Linked DNA regions of Mus musculus: region 1 is linked to region 2. The links are chromatin contacts, called in public promoter capture Hi-C maps. All regions are on one chromosome and are shown on one strand. Each heading gives the region's core, a stretch centred on a gene start, on an enhancer-like site or on the middle of the called end of the contact. The rest is flanking DNA. Distances are from core to core; before and after follow the strand shown. Region 1 holds the start of Ndufb7 (NADH:ubiquinone oxidoreductase subunit B7). Region 2 holds the start of Il27ra (interleukin 27 receptor, alpha).

Region 1 (3,447 bases), core at 556-3,055, 480 kb before region 2:
GCCACTCAGTTTTAAAGTACTGTCTCACAAAGGCAAAGACCTATGTTTGATCTCAAGAAGCCACACTGTGCTACCTGCTTTTTATGTCAACTTGACATAGGTTAGAGTCACTGTGGAAGAGAGAGCCTCAGCTGAGAAAACACCCCACCAGATTGGCCAAAGGCAAGTCTGGAGTACATTTTCTTTCTTTCTTTTTCTTTTCTTCTCTTTTTTTTTTTTCCTTTTTTTTTTTGTACATTTTATTTAGTGGTTGACATGTGGTGTAACCCCTGAGGTGGTGGCCATGGGTACTAAAAGAAAGCAGCCTGAGCCAGGCGGTGGTGGCGCATGCCTTTAATCCCAGCACTTGGGAGGCAGAGGCAGGCGGATTTCTGAGTTCGAGGCCAGCCTGGTCTACAAAGTGAGTTCCAAGACAGCCAGGGCTATACAGAGAAACCCTATACAAAGAAAAGAAAGCAGCCTGAGAATGCCAGTAAGCAGCACTCCTGGGTGGCCACTGTGTCAGTTCCTGCCTCCAGGGTCTGTGTTCCTGTCCTGACTTCCCATCAGGACATTCCCGTCAGGACATACTGCATTCCAGACCGGGAAGTAAAACACTTACCTCCCCAAATGGCTTCTGGTGGTATTTCATCACAGCAATGGAAACCCTAACTAAAATACCATGTAAAACAGACGCTGGGCATGGCAGCCCAGAGGAGACAAAGACAAGAGGATCCCTGGGGCTTACAGACCAGCCCGCCTTGGGGAGCTCTGAACAGAGAGGTGTGCTTAGTCTGAGTCAAATAAGCTGTCCTGGATGAGAGGAGAGAGCAAGCCAAGAGAGGACACACCCTGACAGACACTTAGGAGCAAGGAAGAGAGTGGTTCCTTCAGAAGCTCTAGACCAAGAGCTTTTAAGACCATCAGGTTGGCTGCGCCCTCTCTGGTCAGGATTGGGCACTACGGACAGGCTTCAGTGGTAAAGCCTTCATTTACCATGTTCTAGACCAGGATCACAAAGTATTCATTTTAGAAGAACAACGACTGGAAGGAGGGCTCAGTCATTACTGTGATTGCTTTACCAACATAAAGAACTCAATTCAGTCCCCAAACCCCATGTAAGAAAACTCCTGGTGTGGGGGCACACGCTTGAAATTCCAGAACCACAGACAGGGTGCCCGGTTAAATCTCTCGGGCCTTCTAGACAGCCAGCCTCACCTACTTGAAGGGTTCAAAGCCAGTGGGAGACAGTGTCTCAAACAAGTTGGACAGAGACAGAGTAATGACCCCAGAAATTGACCTCTGACCACCAAATGCACTCATAAGCACACCTACGTATGTGCACTCACACCGACAAACCTAGGGAAAGTGTTTGGAAGTTCGAGTGTTGGAAATGGTAGTGTATATCTGTGGGAAAGCACTTATCTACCATATGCTAGGCCTGGGGGTCTATCCTAAAACCAGAAAAAAAAATTAATTTAAGAAAAAAAAAAAAAAGAGGAGGAGGAAGAGGAACGCGGAAGATGGTTCGGTCCAGGGTGTCCACAGTACCCATGTATACACATGTATACAGCAGGCTTGGTGGCACACATTTATAATCCTAGCACTGGGCAGAGCACAGGGGACCCTGCCACCTCCCCGCTTCCACACCCGCACTCCTCCCTGCAACTCCCTGGCCAGCCTGGCCTTCTAGCCAACTGGCGTTCGCCGCACCCGCTCTGTCTCCTCCACACCGCCAGGGGGTGTCAGCGAGCCAGGAAGCGTTCCATCGTTCATCTCTATGACCCCCGCCGCAGCCTAGATGACCCGGAAGACACTGAAGGGGCAGTGCTTCCAGGTGGGAGCGAGGTGACCCCGGCTACTAAAGAAGGGTAAGGCAGAGTAGCCATGGGGGCGCACCTGACCCGGCGCTATCTGTGGGATGCCTCGGTGGAGCCTGACCCCGAGAAGATACCCAGCTTCCCGCCGGACCTCGGCTTTCCGGAGCGCAAGGAGCGAGGTGAGCTCAGTGCGCAGGCGCGACCGCAGATCCCGCGGAACTCAGCTGCCTGCTTGCGGAGGGCCGGGTCGAGTCGGGAGGGCGACCTCCTTGAGTGTGGAGGCTGTGCGGGGATGGCTAAAGCAAAAGGCTGGGACGAGACAGCAGAGAACGGGAAGATGAGACTGCCCCGGTGCACTTCGTCCTGGGCACAGCGCGGAGCCTAGGACATGTTCTTTGCATCTCCATACATTGTCACTAGCATTTGGTTACGTACAATAATACAAGGTTGGGGGGCTGGAGCGATCATGCTCCTTGTCCTGTCTAGTGTGATGGTGCTGGGGGAGGAACCCAAGGCCTGTGTGTACTCGCAAGGTTCTCATTCTTCCTGTATAGGAAAATCAGAGTGACAGCTCTGGACAAAGTCCTAGTTTGGCACTTGGGATGCCCCAGGGTAGCAGAGAGCCACTGGCGCTGTCTTCAGGGAGCCCCCTGGACAAAGCAGCGTGTCCAAAAAGATCTGGGAAGCAAATTTAAGAGTGTAGAAGCACAGGCTAAAAGGGGTGTATATGAGATTGATGAAGCTGGTACCAGGGAGGGACAGAGCCCCACTTGTAAGCAGGGGAAAGACACAAATGACTTGCCTTACCAAAAGGTTGTAGTGTCGACTAGAAGATGGCTCCGTCAGTACTGAATCTGCAGAACATTTACCCACCTGACACCCTGCTTTGCCCATAGTCATTTTGAAAATACAGCACTCCCTGGCCGCCTCTCTTGCTTGGCTAATCCAAAACCCTGGTAAAACTCAGCTGGCCCTGCTGACCTGGTCTCCAAGTTGCTTCCTCACTCCAGACCCCCTTCTTATTTTTGAGTCAGACTAGTCTCTAACTCACAGTCCTTTCCCTTTGGCCTCGGGAGCACAGAGCTCATAGGCCCAGTGGTGCTCAGGGATGCTATAGCCTACATTGTTGCTTCTATAGTTCTTCACTGCCTCTTCATCTTAGGCAAGCTCTTGTGAGAAAGCAAGAGTAGCTCCTGCTCCCACACCCATGCATCTCCAAACTCCTTCCAAATGACTTGTCCCTAGCCTGGCGGAGTCCCCATTCCAGGTGAACCCCCCCCCACACACACACACACACCCCTTTATATCCTCCATCCACCCTCTACAATGAAAGGATCCTGCTCCCGAACCTCTCATCAGGCTCCTGTCCATGGTTTTGAAACACCCCCACAGGAACATCATGAGTTCCTGGGATGGATAGCAATCCTGTCTCAAAACCTAAGTATAAAAATCCCCGTTACTGAAGGGCTCCTCTCAAGGCTCCCAGCCAGCCCCAGCTCCACCTGTCATTCCCCACCTCTACCTTGCTCACCTCCACTTCCCTGCGCACTCTCACTGATTGTTCCTCGGCTCCCTTGACTGCCTTGAAGCTGCTGCCTCCTTTGTTCTGCCCTGGAGGCAGCTCACAACTGTGTGGTGTACACCAGTG
Region 2 (3,532 bases), core at 514-3,013:
CTGGGGTGTGTCTGGCTTCACTGCAAATGGGAGGCCAGAGTGCACTGAGCTCAGGCCTTCAGCCACCCTCCCACGCTCCCTGCACTATGCCCCCCCCCACCCCCGCCCACGCTTCATTACTTTGGGTCTCCAGGTTCACAGAGACAGAGGACCACAGAGGCCGTCCCTTTTGTGTCCCCCAGATGAGGAGTTTGTCAGCCATGGTGAACTGTTCCCGGGGAATGGTCACCCAACTCTGTTTGGAAGGCACCTTCACCTCCCAGACTCTATTGGGATGGCTGTGAGGAGAGATTGGGAAGAGATGCTCGTTGGCACAGCCTAAGCCCCAGGCTAAGCTTCCAGCCCTGCACCAACTTCATGCCTCACCCTGCTCTGCTTGGGGTCTGAATCCCTTGCTCTTAAGTCAACACCGTGACCTGAGGAGAGTGACTTAACCTCTCTGTTCTTCTTTAAAATGTATGCAGTACACCTACTTTCTGAAAGAACTCAACAGTGGGCCGGGTGACTGACAGTTTACACCCGACAGTTCACAGCTGTCATCCCAGCACACAGGAGACGAAAGCAGGATTGTTAGAGGCCAGCTTCACAGGGTAAGACCCTGTCTCAGAAAACATGCTGTTCCCCGGGGCTCCTCCCAAGGTGCTTTTTCTTTGTCCTTTACTTAGCGCAATTGAAATGAAGTTTCCAGATACACTCTCCCCTGGACCCTGAACCCCAAACCATACCAGAACCAGCTATTGTTGTTGTGATTACAAGCGCTACACTGACTTTTTTTTTTTTTTGAGACAGTTTCTTACAGCCCACGCTGATCTCAAACTTGTTGTGAAGCTGAGGTCGCTCTTGAACTCCTGATTTTCTTGCCTCCATCTTCCAAGAGCTGTGTTTGCAGGTGTGTGTCACCATGCTGCTTAGAGTGAACTCAGAAATTCAAGTTACCTGCCCGATGTCGTACAACAACGATATTAACCTGCTTTCTAGTGCTCAGCAGTTTTTCTTTGCCATGTGCCTACCGTGCTGATGGGCAGAATCAATCATGGCAGGCCTGTGCCGTCATTACTGTGGGGGTGGGGGTGGGGGTTGAGAGAGGGAAAGTGGTCAGACCTGAGTTATGCCATAAGGGAATGAGTGGGCTAGCCTGAGGGTTGTGAGAGTGTGGACCGAATTCTCAGTAGCCGGACTGAGGGGCGGGCGGTGATCCTCTTAACAAAATTCGCTTGAAATCTGAGTGACCACTTTCCGTCCTCAGTTTCCCCTAGACCACTCCAGGGTACTCACTATTTCTGACTCTGGTGATACAGCACAGGTGGAGTCTCCAGGTCGCCCAAAGGTTCCCAGGAGCAGTTCAGGATTCCCAGGGGACCGACGCTGTAGCACTGCAGTGGACCTGGACTGCCTGCAGGGGCGCAGAGAGCCGAGAGGACCGTGGTCAAGTTCCCCGGGGCCTGAACTTGCTGGACTGTGGATGCGTCCATCCTCTGGTACAGTGGTAGTGCAGTACCGGAGCGCAGGGCCTGGCACGTGCTGGGATGGCGCAGAGGGAGTCCCGGGCCCCTTTCCGACCTGCTACATCCTGTTGTCGCCCAGTTCCCGATGCCCTACAACTGTGACCCCGAGCCAGCCACTCACGAAGCTGCTCACCGTGGGGCCGCGTCCCGAGCAGCAGCGACATCAGCGACAGCAGAAGCTCCAACGGCGTGAGGCGTGCAACCCGGAGCCGGTTCATGGCTCCCAGGGACAAGTGACACCACCAGGCTTGGGGCTTACAGCCTGCGGGAAGGAAGCCACCCCGCCCCTGGCGGGAAGTCCCCAAATCCGCCCACCCCCAGCAATGATACGCACGCGTGCAAATGCTCAGAACTGAACCTTTATTTTATGTGGTGAGGAAGTCTGAGTACTGAGGACCAGGGGCTCTGTTTTGGGGTGGGGGGGAGGTTAGCCAGGGACAGTGGCGACAATTAGGGCCGGACTGAGGGTGGAGGTGGGGCAGACTCTAGTGTAGCCAGTTTAAGAAGATGGGCATCTGGTTGCTGCTGGGCTGCTGGGGGTGAGGTTGTGGCACGGAAGAACTCAGCCATGAAAAACAAGTTTCTGTTTGGCTGGATAGAGGAGGGGCCGGCAGCAAGGTGGGGAAAGGTTGGCAAGTAGTGTATGCATCTTGGCAGAGGGTCTGTAAGGAGACAGTGGACCCCTTGGTGCCTCGCCTGTAGGAATGCTCTTGAACATCGCACAGCTGACAGCAGCTTGCAGGCACGGCCCGCTTCTCCATTGCTCAACCCTGATCCTAGCACAAGCTGCTAATTTGGCTCTTGCTACAGCCCCACTCGCAGCAACTGCTGGAAAGGCCAGCCAACACATCTCTGCTGCCCCGAACCACTCCAGGTGACCCTTGCCAGCTGGCTCGACCACCGTAGAAAGCCTGGGGGGATTTGGTTAGGGCCAGCCACTCGCTGGAGCCCACCGCTTCATCCAGCTCGCTGGCCAGGTGGTCTGTATTGGCTTCTCCATCAGCGAAGAAGTCCCCTGCAAAAGCAAAGAGGAAGAATCAGGGCTTAGCCCACTTACATCTCCAGTCTGGAGGATCAAGGTTGCGGTTCTGAGTTTGATTTCATCCCCTCGAGGGTTCAAATGCTGGCTCTGTTGTCAGTTTCAGTGCTAAGCTGGACTTTCCTGTCACTGAGTTCATGCGATTCTTTATTTAATGTGGACGGCGTAGATGAAAATATGCATTTGGGAGCTAGGCTCCCTAAATCAGAATAGTAAATGACATTACTTCCGTCTCCCTCCTAGGCTCAGTTTTCTTTTCCACAAAGCAGGGGAGGGGGAGGGGAGATAATAATAACTTCTACTTTTTTTTTTTTTGGCTTTGTCAGGAGTATCAGACTGGATGCCCGCAAAAGCACAATACTATGGGATACATGAGGAGCACTCAAGTGAACACTGATCATTTATTGACCGTCTTGTTTGCTTTACCGAATTCACTTCTTCCAGCCTCTCAGTGACAGCTACTGAGTTTGCTGCTGTTGCCACCTACTTACTATTCACTAATTGGGACCCTGGCTCCTCATCAGGCTTGTGTGAGGACACAGCCATTTAGCCATAGAGCTACTGTTTTGAGGCAGGCACACTCCTAACCTGCGCATGCATCCATCTGTCTGTCCATCATTCACCACCCACACATCTCTCTTTCATCATCATCTTCTTCCTCCTCCTCCACTCCGTTTTTTGGTTTTGCGATTTTTTTTTTTTTGAGACAGGGTCTTAGGCTGTCCTTGAGTTCATGACCATCCTGCCTCAGCTTCCCAGAGTGTTGGGATTCTAATCACAGTCTCCCAAGCCCACTGTGTCGCCTCTTTTGTCTCGCCTCTAAGGAGCTGCACTCTCCTGATTGGCCTCCTGCTGCTCCAGCCACACTAAACAGTCTGCCCCGTTAAAGAATTCTGCAAGGTCTCACCCACTGGGTCTACCATTTCACCAGGAATGGTCTCTGCAGGAGGTAGCAAGGGCTAGAGAGGCCAGAAGGTGGCGAAATCAA

Evidence for each region. Promoter capture Hi-C pulls out the DNA fragments that hold promoters and counts their contacts.
Region 1: a contact with region 2 is called in a promoter capture Hi-C map of pre-B cells. The contact joins the promoter of Ndufb7 here to the promoter of Il27ra in region 2. A contact is called at or near these places in 4 of 39 promoter capture datasets (embryonic stem cells, liver, neutrophils and 1 more) and 2 of 9 other capture datasets (adipose tissue and liver).

The regions. Positions count from the first base shown.
Region 1 is chr8:83,564,953-83,568,399 of GRCm38.p6, forward strand. It overlaps Ndufb7 (NADH:ubiquinone oxidoreductase subunit B7), which reads left to right and starts at 1,806. Exons shown (of 3, transcript NM_025843.3): 1 at 1,806-1,978. The coding sequence starts at 1,867.
Region 2 is chr8:84,040,812-84,044,343 of GRCm38.p6, forward strand. It overlaps Il27ra (interleukin 27 receptor, alpha), which reads right to left and starts at 1,764. Exons shown (of 14, transcript NM_016671.3): 1 at 1,639-1,764; 2 at 1,276-1,393; 3 at 121-278; 4 at 1-20. The coding sequence starts at 1,723. It overlaps Rln3 (relaxin 3), which reads right to left. Exons shown (of 2, transcript NM_173184.1): 2 at 2,256-2,520. The coding sequence ends at 2,282.